5 separate regions of the Mus musculus genome follow, and all the other regions are linked to region 1. The links are chromatin contacts, called in public Hi-C and promoter capture Hi-C maps. All regions are on one chromosome and are shown on one strand. Each heading gives the region's core, a stretch centred on a gene start, on an enhancer-like site or on the middle of the called end of the contact. The rest is flanking DNA. Distances are from core to core; before and after follow the strand shown. Region 1 has its middle 49 kb from the start of Gm5441. Region 2 overlaps Cdca7l (cell division cycle associated 7 like). Region 3 holds the start of Cdca7l (cell division cycle associated 7 like). Region 4 has its middle 34 kb from the start of Cdca7l. Region 5 overlaps Rapgef5 (Rap guanine nucleotide exchange factor (GEF) 5).

Region 1 (2,629 bases), core at 80-2,579:
ATAAAGTCAGAGTCTGCAGCTCCAGGCCTTTCAGTTAGTTGTTTACTAGAAAGGACAGTCTTAAGCCAGATACAGTTTACCATAAGAAAGGTTAAAGAATCCCAGTGAAGCAAGTTTTTTCTTTAGCCCTAGATTCCAGGCAGAACTATTTGAGCATAGATAATTTTTCCCCCTCAGGCCAGCCTTTTCTTTTTTTTTTTATTATTTTGTTAATAATAGGGAGGAGATGTAGTCTCCCCTCCCCCAGCCTGAAACCTGCTTGCTCGGGGTGGAGCTTCCTGCTCATTCGTTCTGCCACGCCCACTGCTGGAACCTGAGGAGCCACACACGTGCACCTTTCTACTGGACCAGAGATTATTCGGCGGGAATCGGGTCCCCTCCCCCTTCCTTCATAACTAGTGTCGCAACAATAAAATTTGAGCCTTGATCAGAGTAACTGTCTTGGCTACATTCTTTTCTCTCGCCACCTAGCCCCTCTTCTCTTCCAGGTTTCCAAAATGCCTTTCCAGGCTAGAACCCAGGTTGTGGTCTGCTGGCCGAACACAACAGTCAATAAAGGACAATATTGTTCCTTTCATCCACATTTCAAAAAAATCTAGAATTAAAGAGCTTAATACAAGATACATTAATAAACCTTTTTGAAAGAGGTTCTTGACTGTACTGTTGGTAAACACATGAAAGCTAAGTCACGGCAGAAGGTACATTTATAGATATGTGTGTGAGAGCCAGAAGTTGGGGGATGAAACCTCTGAAATCACCGACAAAAATAAATCCTCTCCATTTTTAAGATGTTCTGTCATAGTGACCAACAGCCTAACAACATACTAGGCAAGCAAGTGACCTATACACCTTCCCAACTCAGAAAGAGGGGTCTTACCGTCATTGCCAGCACAGCATCCTGCCACTAGATGGCGGCACAGGACAGGTTTTGATATCAGCTCCCCTTGCATTGGATAACAGTTTTTCATGTCTTTCTCCGTTCTCATGTGCTTTCCATGGCTTTACAGAATCTACACAAAATTAGCAGTGGATGGTCAACTAGATGAAACAACATGCCAAACCTCACATTAAGTAATGCTCAAGAAAAATGGTGGGGTAATAACCACTCTAGAAATTGGATTTTTTTTTTTAATTGTCCTTTTCAGTTCCAATTCCATACAAGAAATACCTTACCAATGACAGAGAAACCTCTCTAGGACCCTTTTCCATGGCACTAGAAAACTGGAACAAGAACCCAAAATTTGTGAATTTTATGACTTATCTGCTAGCTTAGCTGAATCTACGTAGATGTGTTTTCTGGCTTTGGTTCCACCCTTTCACAGATTGCAACACTATTTTGAGGAAGGAGGAGGCCAACTGAAAATAGCTCTCTAATTTTTGACAAAGCTGTAAATAAATCTATGTTGTGTTGTTATTTATAGTGTTTTACAGAGGTCAAAAGACAATGGATCCCCCTGGGACTGGACTTACAGATGGTTATGAACCACCCACCATAAGGTTGCTGGGTGCTGAACTTAAACTCTCTGCAGGAGCAGCAAGTGCTCTTAACCACTGAACCATTTCTCCTATGGAGTTGGTTGGTTGGTTGGTTGGTTTTTGAGACACAGTTTCACATAGCCCCAGGCTAGTGTTAAATTTACTGTTTAGCCAAGGCTAGCCATGAACCCCTGATCTTTAGGTCCCAGATCCTGAAAGTAACAGGTATACACCACCACATCTAGCATAATATATGGCTTTATTTTTTAAAAAAAAATAGAATTTCAGACATGTGTGGTAGTGCACACCTTTAATCCCAGTACTCGGAAGGCAGTCACAGGTGGATCTCCATGAATTCTAGGTCAGCCTAGACTACATAGCAAGTTACAGGACAGCCAGGGCTACATAGAGAGGTCTTATTTCAAACAACAATAGCAACATTTAAAAATTAAAAGTACAGAATAAGGTCTTGTGTATACCAGGCTAGACTCCATAACCAAGGACAGCCTTGAACTTCTGATCCTCCAACCTTTACCTCCCCAGCGCAGAGGTTACAAGTGTGGTGGTCTCACCCAGTTATACAGTGATGGGATGCCTTTGTATTAACTGAGCTATGTCCTTATGTTATTTTCAACTGATGTGGGAAAGTGGCTGGACCAGAGCCGGGAGCTCTGGGAAGAGAGGCAGATAAGGAACATTGTGGGGGATTCAGAAGCCCCTTCTTCTAGGGCTAGCCCTCCAAAATCCTCTGTGGACAAGGATCAACAGTGTGCCTTATGACAAGGGGACATTCTCAGGGCAAGGCTCTAGCATAACCCAGGACAGCAAAGGTGTTGAGTTTTGAGCTGAGATAAAACCTGGGCAACTGGCTCCAAGCTGGGGAGTGGCTACATGCTTGCCAGGGCTCTGAAAATGCTTCTTAACTTTTTCTGAGGAAGAGAAAAAGAAGCATCAGGACTTAAAGGAAAACATTCCATCACCAGCTCCCTTAGTTTAATCTGGTTAGACCGGGACATCTGCTAGCACATTCGTGTTGCATGTCATTTTAAAACATGCCTCTGCCTTTGCCCAGACCACAGACCGCGCTACCGACTTAGCTCCAAGAATGGCCAGCTTCCGCCTTTGCCGGGAGCTGCGATCGCACTCTCAGCCT
Region 2 (2,629 bases), core at 84-2,583, 480 kb after region 1:
GAAGTGTTGAGTGAGGTTGGCTGTTGCAAATCCAGACTACCAATTTCCAGCCTCAACCTCCCGTGGCACTTTTTCTTTTCTTTACCTGTTTCTGTGACAGCACAGATGCTGGCTCTCTCTCAACATAGCCAATCCTCCCTGGCCCTCCCTACTGGGTGGATTCCTTTTCTCTCTACCTTGATATAAGTACATGTGGGCCTCAGGTTGCATGTCCCCAAAGAAGGAACTCATACCTGCAGGGTGCTTTCTACCTTCCTGGAACCTGACCTTTGATCTTGTTTAAAGCATGCAGCCCTCTGTATCGCCCTACTCACCAGGCACCTGAGGAAGTTTGCTGGTTCAGGTGGAACATGCCCATCTCACTGATACACAGGCCATGGCTCTCCAGTCCTCTCTCATGTCATACGAGCTTCAGAATAAAGCACTTAATCGCCCCTGATATTTCCTCCTGCTTACAGTGTTCGTTCTAGTAGATACTGGTTATTTGGTATGCCTTGGTAGCATAATTAGCAGCTTTCAGAAAACAAAGAGCTGTTTTCACAAGCATGCAGTAAGGCAGAGCCATGAAATGCAGACTAGCTTTATAGAGCCACATGGAAAACAGTTCTTAAGCCTTTAAGAGCAAGGTCGTAGCAAAGTTGTTTTGATTCCATCAGGACTGATCACCATTTCCTAGGATAGAAATTGCCAGGAATGTTGGAAGGTTGGAACTTGGTACTTTAAGGCTGGTTGCATTCTTTTTCAGGCTCTGTACAGGATCTCTTGATATTTACTGAACTTATGCATTGAGGCCCAGAAAAAGCCACCAGGGGCTGGCCAGATGTTTCCTGTACTGAATGAATGGGTTTCCTTAGCAGGCAGCATTACACTTGTCTTTCTTTAGGTGTATTTTGTGTGTATATGTATATATGCACCGCTTCTATGAGGGTTTAGTCCCTGAAACAGGAGTTAGAGATGGTTCTAAACTGCCGTGTGGATACAGGGAACAGAACCCATATCCTCTGCAAAAACAGCAAGTGCTCTTAAGCATTGAGCCATCTCTCCATACTTGTTCTTTTATTAACTTTAAACCCTGATCTTAAGGCTCACTTGACTCACACACTTGTGATTCATTTTGTCCAGCTGAGAGAAATGACATCAACTTGCACACAGTGTGTGTAGCTGACTCTGGGCTCCCTCCCTTAAACACAATTTGAGTTTCTCTTTAAATAAACTTCCCTTTTGTCTTTTTTTTCTTTTTTTCTTCTTTTTCTGCAGCTGCACCACAGCTAACAACAAAGGAAGGAAGTAATTTAGCCCTGAGCAAACTCATTCCAATTACCCATAATAATTCATAGGAGACATTCTTAAGCTTAGAGTGCTAGCTGTAGGCATTTCTTTCTCCATTGCCCTCTAGGTACCCCACTGTTACATATTTCCATTATATTTGCTTTTTTTTTTCTTTCTCAAAGATATCGGAGTTTGAAGAAGCATATAATTAAAGCCAGGAAAAGGCAGCAATGAAATAAAGGGTTTTAACCAAATATGGCCCAATAAGAGGTCACTGCTTTATGGGTTTAGAGACAGGGACCAGTGTCCTGGTGCAGTGTTTTAACCTTTCAGATAGCTGCAAGGGAGTCTCCCTTCGAGCTTGCCATACAGATAGCTGCAAGGGAGTCTTTCGTTGAGCTTACCATTCCTCCTCCTCTCTTCTTTCACACACACTCTTAGGAGAGCTGGGCTTCCCTGTTTCTTTGTAGTATTTCCAAAGAAAGTAAAAGTCATTATTGGAAAAATCTTTGCTCACCCCTCAGTCTGGCAAGAGGGGAGCTCCAGGGTGAGGAGGGTACAGATTTCCACCAGTTCCTCACATTGGCATCAATGGAAATGGAGCGAGTCCAGTCTGTAGCAATGGGTGAGGGTGTGAGGGTGTGAGGGCCTTGGCACTCCCTGTAGAGAAACCCACTGTATTTGATGGAGATACATGCTCGCCCACAGGAGACTGCTCCGTATGGCTATAGGGAGTAAAACAGCAGGCAGGTGTCTGTTTTCCACAAGTTTGCCATTCTTTGTGAAAGCCACCTGGGGCCTAAAACTCAACTCCAGCAACTCTCCCCAGCCATAGCAGAAGTGATTAAGACACTGTTGAGAGAAAATTTCTTATTTGTAACTCTTGATTTGTGTAAGGTTTAGAAAATGTCTGCTGTGAGCTGGGCCTGGTGGTGCATGCCTTCAATCCAAGCACTTTTTGGAGGCAAAGGCAGGTAGATTTCTTAGTTTGAGGTCAGCCAGGTCTACAAAGTGAGTTCTAGGACAGCCAGGGATATAAAAGGAAGGAAGGAAGGAAGGAAGGAAGGAAGGAAGGAAGGAAGGAGAGAAGGAAGGGAGGAAGGAAGGAAAATACATGCTCTGTGTTCTATTGTAGTTGTAAAAGATACATAATGTAGAGCAAGCCATTGTAGCCATTTTGAGTGGCATCAAGGGTAGTGTGCAGTGTTGTGTGGCTGTCTCCCCTGCCCACTGCAGACCACTCTCAATCAATAGAAAGTCTTGCCCATTAGACATGAGTTTCATCTCTCCTCACTGCCCCTGTAACTGCCATCCTTTTTCCTTTCTGTTCCTAGTAGTTGATTTTTCTTTTCTTTTCTTT
Region 3 (2,629 bases), core at 40-2,539, 460 kb after region 1:
TAAGCCAGGCCATGTGCATTTCTAAAGTTAGACACTGTTTTCTTAACTTCATTCCCCAACACTGGTAACATGTTGCTCAACTAACGAAGAAAGCAAGACACCTCTTTCCTTGACGTTTCCTCCTGAAGCCTGAGAGAACATTCTGGCAACTTCAACTATTCATTCAGCAACAACAGAAGGATGAGTACTGGATCCAAGGAGCTGAGACTGGCTGCATAAACTTCTACTCAGGCAAGCTGTTACTGTATCACCTCATGACCCCATCCTGTGCTAAACCTTTCCACTTGTCATTTTTCAGCTCCTCAGGCTTGCTTTGGGCCTCCCACTGTCTCCACTCATTAAATGCCTCAGGCTACTGACTCAAGCTCTAAGTCTTTGATGCCTCCAGCCCACTCCATGCCATTAGATTACCATTCCCCAGTCCCTCATGGCATCTAACTTGTTCCAAGTTTACATGTCCATGCACTTTCATTATTAGATTTATCATTTTTAATCAGTGGTAGGAATTAGGTTACTAATCATTTCAATTATCCATCAAATTAGTGATGGTGACATAATTATCATCATCATGAGATTTGCGTTATCACTATGGTTATTCATATTATCCTGGGGGTAATGGCTCCCAGTCCATAAAGTTCAACCTAGTAGATAGTTTTTGTTTATTCCTGAGTCAGGAGGCCTATCCCAGCATTTCCGCGGTGAGTAGGTGCTAGTGACTAGCATCTAGGCACTTACTGGGGAGCTCTGGCAAGAACGGAGGTCTTGCTTGTAGTGTGTGGTGTGCAGGGTGCTGCGTCGCCCTCTGCCCAGTGTTAGAAAACTTGGGTGATTGGCTTTTGCAGTGAATTGGGCAGCCACTTTTTCGGAGGCGCACAGACCACGCCCCTTACCAACAACAAAGCAAAGCCAGCTCCGCGGCCTCTACGCAACACTCCTGGAACTCAGGCCACGAGGACACGGAGGTTGGCGCTGCGGAGTTTGAGCGGGCCAGGTACCCGGAGCTCAGAGGCGCGTGCAGCCTCAGCTTGAGTCTCCCGCGCGAACCTGAGCGGACGGCTCCACCGCGGACCTGCGCGGTAGGGGGAAGCCCGCGCAACCAAACACGCCGGCCAATGCCGGTCGCGCGCTCCCTTTGCGCGCTCCCGCGCCGGCCTTAAGGCTTGGACCGCAGGTGGAGAGGCCCGGGTGCGGGCGCGTGGCCCGAGGCTGTGCGAGGTTGCGCGGTGCGCGCGGAGCCGCGCTGTCCCCCCCATCTGAACTCAGTGCGCTGTTCCACGGCAAACTCCGCGCGCTGCGTGCTCGGGGCCGCGCCAGCCCGGGTGGCCGCGTGCAGGGCTCAGGGAAGTGAGCCCAGCAGGGAAGATGGAGCTGGCCACGCGCTCCCAGGTGAGGGTTTCCCCCAGCCCTGGTCCCCGGCCGCTTTCTGCATGCCCCGCCCCGCCCTGTCCTGCCGGGCTGGTCCACGCGGAGGGCCGGGTGCTGGGAACTTAGGTCCTGTAGGAGTGCGCGTGGCTCCCTGCTGTACCACCCCGGGTCTGCAGGTTTGGCCCCTGCAGCCGGGGCTCAGGTGGGGATGCCTATTCTGGAGCTGCAGGCCGGGAGCTACGGGGTGCAGCGCCCCGAGACCTGGGGGAGGGGCGCGCGGGAGGGCAGCGTGCAATTTCTCCCCAACCCCCTTCCTCGCCGGAACTGGCACCAGAGGTCAGGAAGATTAAGAAAAAAGCAATTAAAAAAAAAAAAAAAAAAAAAAAAGAAAGAAAGAAATCTCGAGACTCACACTATACCAGTCTTTTATTGAGTTGCTGTAGGTTTTATTCTAGAACTTTAATAAATTTACTACTTGGCAAATGGTAAGTAACATCTTTAGGCCAAGTTAACAAACAACTTCAAGATTGCAAATCTTAAGCGAAGGGCAAATCCATTATGCATTATGGGTCTAATTTAAGTTTTGAAACTTCACTAACACTTGAGAATAAGTCTTCCAAAGGGTCATTGCGTGCCAGGATTGTGATTTCTGTTAGTTTACAGTCTCAAGGTTTTTCTCTACTTAAAATTATCACTCTGTTAAAAAAACGACAACCACAAGACACCTAAACAGACACACACTTTTTAATATAGTGATAAGCAAATCATTTTTAAAAATGAACTAAGAAAAACTTTGAAAAGAGAAGGAATGGCCAGCCCCCTGCTCGTGGGGTGCGGGATATTTTACATGAATGTAGCCTTTCTTGAACTGCGTTTACCCCTGTAGTCTACCTGTAGACTCTGAGCCTGGTGGAACAGCGCCCAAGCTTTACCAGACCTGGCCTGCCCAGGTCTGGCACTTACCTTTGTGCTGGCAAATTAGAGAACTAGCTAGCTGGCTAGATACCAGTGGCCACTTTGTCCAGTTAGTGACCGCTGAGAATGTCCTGAAAGTGGAGGTTTGTGAGAAAGTATTTTAAAAGGTTTCACCAGTGAAGGGAGAAAAGAAAAACTGTACTGAGCTAGACTCAGGCTTTAGGGTTTTTGTTGTTGTTTTTGTTTTGCTTTTGCACGTGGCTAGCCTGAGCTTCTCCAGGAAGTAACAAAACACCTTTGGAAAGGGAAAGTGAAATTGCTTTGTTTTTTCAGGACAGTCTCATTCATC
Region 4 (2,629 bases), core at 66-2,565, 420 kb after region 1:
TTTTTTTTTGGAAAGGCTTATTTGAATTACAAAGTAGGGTTGTGGGAGTGAGGAAGAAAAGTAGAAGCCAGCCCCCCCCACACACACACCGCCCCCAGCCCCTCCTCATCCCCCTTTCCCCCATGCTACCATCCTCTGCCCTCTTTAGAAAAGAGAAGGACCTGATGCCTGTCAAAGTTACAGAATGGAAGCTATAACTTCCATGCTATCCTGCAAGCTGGAACAAAAATCCCTGGTAAAAAGCACTGTTCACAATGGCAGAGGGAAATGGACTCAGGCCTTCTAAGGCTGAGTGTTCACTCCATCTCAGTAGGAGATCCCATTCTTGATACTTTGCCAGGCAGGAGACACTCCAGCCACCCCCAAACCTCCCCACACCCCTCTTGTAGTCTACACACAGCCTTGGTGATCAGCAACATCTTCTGTTGTTTTCATGGAAAGGATGTGTTGACATGAACTCCCTAGCTGTGAATGTAAACACGATGCTGACAGCCAGGCATGCAGTTGGGTTAGCGGGTACCTCCACTTACCGGGGGCAGATGTTTAACCTTGACGTGAATAGCAATTAAGCAGAACCTCAGAAACCAAGGCCTCCCCGGGAACCAATTAATAATTTGGTGGGGAAGATGTTATATGCAAATTTCTCCCACAAACCACTTCAGAATGACACGTCTACCCTCCACCCAGTGGACTGAGCTGGAGAGTCATTTGTAACAAAGCCCTGTGGTGCGGGTGTGAACAAATTGTAATTAGGCAAATTAAGTGAGTGTTGCATGTACATCAATTAATTTCTGGTCACAAGCTACACAGCAATTGCCACCACCTTTGTTGTATGTGGAGGCTTGACAGCAGTGTTTGCCCACGCCTCCTCATTCCTGCTCCTTCTGAGTGCCCCCCTCCCCAAGCCGGCGCTGAAGCCTCTGCCCCACACTTAATTCTCCTCACCCATCCCAGTTTATTTACTTTGTAACCACTGTGTATCAATACACACACTCTCCAAGCAGCCTCCCGACTTTTACAAAGAAAAATTCCCTTGGCTGCCTTCAAATGGTGTGTCTAAGCCTGTGGAGCTGGAGTAGATAGCTCTTTCCCCGGCACAACACTGATCATCTATTTCCTCTCCCACTGAGGCAAAGAACATAAAATAAGGCTGTGTGAAAGGATGCCAGGCACAAGTTGCGTCTTCCCCACAGAGCGAATTGTTTGGGCAAAGGCATATGATTCAATATAATTGTCCCAAGTGAGGTCCCCCCACTGTGGGTTTCTGCCGGTCTGAGTCATCCCACTATGAAAACGGCCCCACAGGAAAGGCAGTTACGTAATCGTAATCGGCTGTCAGGCAAGCACGCAGCATTTAACCCCTCCACGCTGTCACCGTGCCCCTCAGAACTGTCTAAATGGGCACACTAAAATGTTATGGAGAAAAGCAAAATCATTTCTTTACTGTGTAGGGGCCTCGACAGGAAGAGAATGAATAAAAGCACATTTTAGGCCTCCACTGTAATTTACCACAAATGCCTTTTTCATCCGGGTCCTGGCGTTCAACCTTCAGCCACTCTGTTAGTCCACGTGAGGCTCAGATGCATTTTTTCACTCTAGCAAAACAGACCTGCCTATCAGGAGGTGAAGGGGTTCCAGGCAAGAGAGACAGGTGGGGCTGCAACAGGGAGCTAACTGGGCTGTATGGGAGAGTTAGTATTGTCCCCATTGTCATTCTGGTAGGTCAGCATACAGGGCAGGAGTTCCCCAGAGTCGCAAAGGATGCTGGGAGTGGGAACAGGCCTTGAGAGGGAGTCTGGAGGCTCTTCTATCAGTGGACGGAAGCAAAAGCCCTTAAGGACCAAGATCCAAAGACAACCTTTTCTATGCCCGTGAAGAAGAGAGGATCCTTTTCCAACTAGGGCCCCAGATTCAACACAATGTTCAAGTTTAACTTCAGGATTGTTGTTCATGGCTGATCAGTTTACACAGTCACCTTTTGTGCAGATGTAAGGTATATGCTATGTGGCTGGTTGACTGCGTTGGTGAACCCAGTCCTTCCACGGTGTTGTTATTGCCTTAATTCCTGGAACCTTCTCTGGAATATCCAAACTGAGAGATGCTCAATTCCTTAATGTAAAATGGCACAAGAAGAAATAATGAATAACTCATATACACCTCCATATATATATATATATATATATATATATATATATATATATATATATGTACACACATACACTTCAGGTCATCTCTGGGTTACCAATAATGCCTAATATAATGCAAATGCATTGTGTGTGTGGTCATAATTGAATCATTTAAGAAACGATGACATGGAAAGTCCATACACGTTCAATTCAGACAGTTTTGTCCACAGATATTTTCAGTCTGCTGTAGTTTTTATCTGTAGATAGGGAACCCAAGGGTCTGGAGGATGGACTGACTGATTCATACTACAGGGGTCTTTCCTGTCCCTGCCCTGCTAGGAGTAAATCAAAGAGCACAGTAGATGCAGAGGTAAATGGCCTGGAACTGCAATACAATTTCACTGTTCTTTAAGACTGATTCTCCATGCTCCCCCCTTACTTGAGGGCATGCTATGTTACCTTTTGGAGTGTGCTGTTTCCTGGTTTCCCCTGTGACCTTTAGG
Region 5 (2,629 bases), core at 51-2,550, 340 kb after region 1:
CTAGGACATGAGGACTCACTGTAACCACTAACAGTTTCTCATAGATTAACGAATCTTCCTCAAAATCAAGCCCAGAGGGTAGAGTAGAAAATAGAAAGTATTGCCTGGACAGGACACTAGTCAGCCTTGAGGAACCATGTGGTAGAAGAACTATGCTGAAGAGCAAATTTAAGGAAAAATAAAATGGACAAAAGACCAGGTTAACCATTGATTCCCACCCTATAGTCAGCTTTGGCTTTATTTCAGTGCCTTGTCCCATCCTAGCAGACAATTCCTAAGAACCCTTGACTTCCCGCCTCAGCACCACAGAATCCATAAATTCATAGACTCAGTCAGTGCCCCTGACACAACACTACATTCTCAGGGGAGGCAGAGAGGCCAGCTTGCAAGGCAGTCTCCCCTGTGGGGAAGTCTGGGAAGATTGGCTGTGTTAGGTTCTTGTTTGTTTTGTTTTTCAATACCAAACATTTTCATAAACACCAAAGTTTTAAAACTGGCATGCAGTCCATGTAATTTACTTTTGCAGAATAAGCTTGTCCCTTTTAAAAAATATTCGTTCTGAGCCGGGCGTGGTGGCGCACGCCTTTAATCCCAGCACTCAGGAGGCAGAGGCAGGCGGATTTCTGAGTTGCTACACAGAGAAACCCTGTCTCTAAAAAAACAAACAAACAAAAAAAATCCGTTCTGGGAGCTGACCCCAGGGACCTCATAGATGTTAGGCAAGCTTAAGTGCCCCTTCCTGAGTCACACCACACACCTAACTGCCTGGTCACTGAGTCACACTTGCAGCCATAATGGCCCCATCACTGAGTCACACAGCAGCCAATTCCCAGTCTTTTGGCTTTTTAAATCATTAACTCTTTGCCTCAAAACTCTCAAATGAGAAAATGTGCATTTTAATTAGAAAATTCCAATAATTTTAGAGAAAATACCAAATTGCTTATTTAATAACTTCAAACATGCTGAGAGATTTAAGGCTGTATTGGCAATGTAATAGTCTCATGCCAGATTTTGAAGGAAGTGCTGTTAGCAACCTACGTGATTAGCCCCCATTCTCCATGAGGGAAGAACAAAGCAAAACAATTGTTACATAGAACATATTAGTCACATGGGCTCTAAATAAAAAAGCTTTTATTTTTATTTCATGTCAGATTTTTTTTCACTTTCCAAGGACCTTGTAATGAAATTTGTAAGCCTGTGTCTAGGATGAGACTGGCAAAGCACGGTTCCTGTACAAGCCATGTCTGTCTTTATTGAAGTGCTCTGTGACATTTCTTTTGTTTGTTTTTATACTAACCCTCCTGGCACATTAATTTTTACCAGAAGCCAAAGTGATTCCAGGGCTTTCAGTTTCATTATGCTGTCTGTCAGGGCTGTGTTTTATAATCAGATTTGTGGATGTGGGGGAGCTGGTGGGGGAGGGGATGGGCAGGCTGAGCTCATGGAGAAGGGGGAGGGGGAGGGGCAGGCTGTCTGGGTGAAGTGTCATTGATCACATTTGACTGTTGCAGGGCTGTTTCCTAAATTGGCTGTAACTCACTGCCGGTGAACAGAGCAGGGGAAATATTAAGGGCACTCAGAAAAGATTACTTCTCTAATCTGGGTTCCTTGAGCCTTCCTACAGGCAGCCAATTCACGGTGGAACATTCGGGGACTACTGAAGATCCTTTTGCTTCTGTCTGTTGCTTTAGAATCCTTTGGCAGAAAATGAGGAATCCCAGCAAAGGTCAATGAGGATTTTGGGGATGAACACGTGGGACCTTGCTCTGGAATTAATGAGTTTTGATTGGAGTCTGTTCAATTCAATCCACGAGGTAAGCAGGGAACTGGAAAGACAGAACTGCTAAATATAGTTTTAACATTTAACTGTGTGGTTTATTTTTTTTTTTGAGACACTTGTGTATTGTGCTAGGATAGTGTGGTCTAAAAGCTATCTGGAGGAATTAAAGTATGTTGAAAGTCTGCCCCATCCTGAGGAAATTAGAATATGTCCTGTGCTTTCTTTGGTCCTTGTTCTGTCGTGAGCTTGGTGTGAGGTAAGTGTGGATGTGCTGGCCTTCTATGTACAGATACCTGTAGGCAAGTGTGTGATGTGTGGGGGTGTGGTTTTATAGGTTTATACTGATATGTAATGCCGTAATGAGATTGAAGAGTAATTTTACCTTTAGTGCTAATCTTTCCATTTCTCTCTATGTACATATATACATTTATCTTTTTACTTAGGAATATTTCATAAGTTTTATAATGTGCTACAAAACTTCAAATTCTCATATAAATTTCACATTTTTGTATATGTGAACATCTCCCCTGGGGGCATATTATAATGTTTATGAATTATATACTAGAAGCAAAGTGCTACTGACAGCTCGGTGGTAGCAATGCTCACAGGAATCAGGAGATGAAAATGCCACAGGTCTGTAGCCATGTGGTTCGTTCACCTTCCATGTAAAGAAACACTTCCTCCTGCCGTAGTCTTTCCTTCTGGAGGGACTCATGGCTTCATTCTGCAATATCTGTTAAATTTGTTCATATTTCCTCGTTAAAACATCTCAGCACTGTAAGCTGTTTGGAGTGTGTTGTGAGCTCACTCAGGCTAGATGACTTGCCTCTTCAGAAGTGTCAATCAAGA

The links. Promoter capture Hi-C pulls out the DNA fragments that hold promoters and counts their contacts. Hi-C and Micro-C count contacts between places; a contact is called where the count stands out from the background.
Region 2: a Hi-C map of bone marrow-derived macrophages shows a contact between it and region 1, with 12 read pairs. The contact joins two enhancer-like sites. A contact is called at or near these places in 23 of 484 Hi-C or Micro-C datasets (CD4 T cells, Th2 cells, bone marrow-derived macrophages and 16 more), 3 of 115 datasets of contacts at active chromatin or transcription factors (astrocytes and large pre-B cells) and 1 of 9 other capture datasets (embryonic stem cells).
Region 3: a contact with region 1 is called in a promoter capture Hi-C map of neutrophils, with 6 times the contacts expected there. The contact joins the promoter of Cdca7l here to the enhancer-like site in region 1. A contact is called at or near these places in 16 of 39 promoter capture datasets (the C10 cell line, cranial neural crest, embryonic stem cells and 10 more), 26 of 484 Hi-C or Micro-C datasets (CD4 T cells, Th2 cells, bone marrow-derived macrophages and 18 more), 5 of 115 datasets of contacts at active chromatin or transcription factors (astrocytes, embryonic stem cells and large pre-B cells) and 2 of 9 other capture datasets (embryonic stem cells and liver).
Region 4: a Hi-C map of bone marrow-derived macrophages shows a contact between it and region 1, with 17 read pairs. The contact joins two enhancer-like sites. A contact is called at or near these places in 3 of 484 Hi-C or Micro-C datasets (the G1E-ER4 cell line, bone marrow-derived macrophages and cortical neurons), 5 of 115 datasets of contacts at active chromatin or transcription factors (bone marrow-derived macrophages, embryonic basal ganglia, embryonic forebrain and 2 more) and 2 of 9 other capture datasets (embryonic tail and embryonic trunk).
Region 5: a Hi-C map of bone marrow-derived macrophages shows a contact between it and region 1, with 20 read pairs. The contact joins two enhancer-like sites. A contact is called at or near these places in 1 of 484 Hi-C or Micro-C datasets (bone marrow-derived macrophages) and 3 of 115 datasets of contacts at active chromatin or transcription factors (bone marrow-derived macrophages, embryonic basal ganglia and stem cell-derived neural progenitor cells).

The regions. Positions count from the first base shown.
Region 1 is chr12:117,384,587-117,387,215 of GRCm38.p6, forward strand. No RefSeq gene overlaps it. Among named protein-coding and RNA genes, the nearest start is that of Gm5441, 49 kb to the left of the region's middle. Within about 2 kb of position 1,330, at least 16 of the 459 cell types and tissues checked have an H3K27ac peak or open chromatin away from gene starts, as enhancers often do. A contact at or near this core is called in bone marrow-derived macrophages, embryonic stem cells, hematopoietic stem and progenitor cells and 1 more, where this site is marked.
Region 2 is chr12:117,867,083-117,869,711 of GRCm38.p6, forward strand. All of the region lies in intron 2 of Cdca7l (cell division cycle associated 7 like), which reads left to right. Among named protein-coding and RNA genes, the nearest start is that of Cdca7l, 25 kb to the left of the region's middle. Within about 2 kb of position 1,334, at least 34 of the 459 cell types and tissues checked have an H3K27ac peak or open chromatin away from gene starts, as enhancers often do. A contact at or near this core is called in bone marrow-derived macrophages, where this site is marked.
Region 3 is chr12:117,842,572-117,845,200 of GRCm38.p6, forward strand. Cdca7l (cell division cycle associated 7 like) reads left to right here and starts at 1,290. Exons shown (of 10, transcript NM_146040.1): 1 at 1,290-1,386. The coding sequence starts at 1,363.
Region 4 is chr12:117,809,031-117,811,659 of GRCm38.p6, forward strand. No RefSeq gene overlaps it. Among named protein-coding and RNA genes, the nearest start is that of Cdca7l, 34 kb to the right of the region's middle. Within about 2 kb of position 1,316, at least 28 of the 459 cell types and tissues checked have an H3K27ac peak or open chromatin away from gene starts, as enhancers often do. A contact at or near this core is called in bone marrow-derived macrophages, where this site is marked.
Region 5 is chr12:117,726,966-117,729,594 of GRCm38.p6, forward strand. Rapgef5 (Rap guanine nucleotide exchange factor (GEF) 5) reads left to right here. Exons shown (of 26, transcript NM_001373989.1): 19 at 1,692-1,814. Among named protein-coding and RNA genes, the nearest start is that of Cdca7l, 120 kb to the right of the region's middle. Within about 2 kb of position 1,301, at least 43 of the 459 cell types and tissues checked have an H3K27ac peak or open chromatin away from gene starts, as enhancers often do. A contact at or near this core is called in bone marrow-derived macrophages, where this site is marked.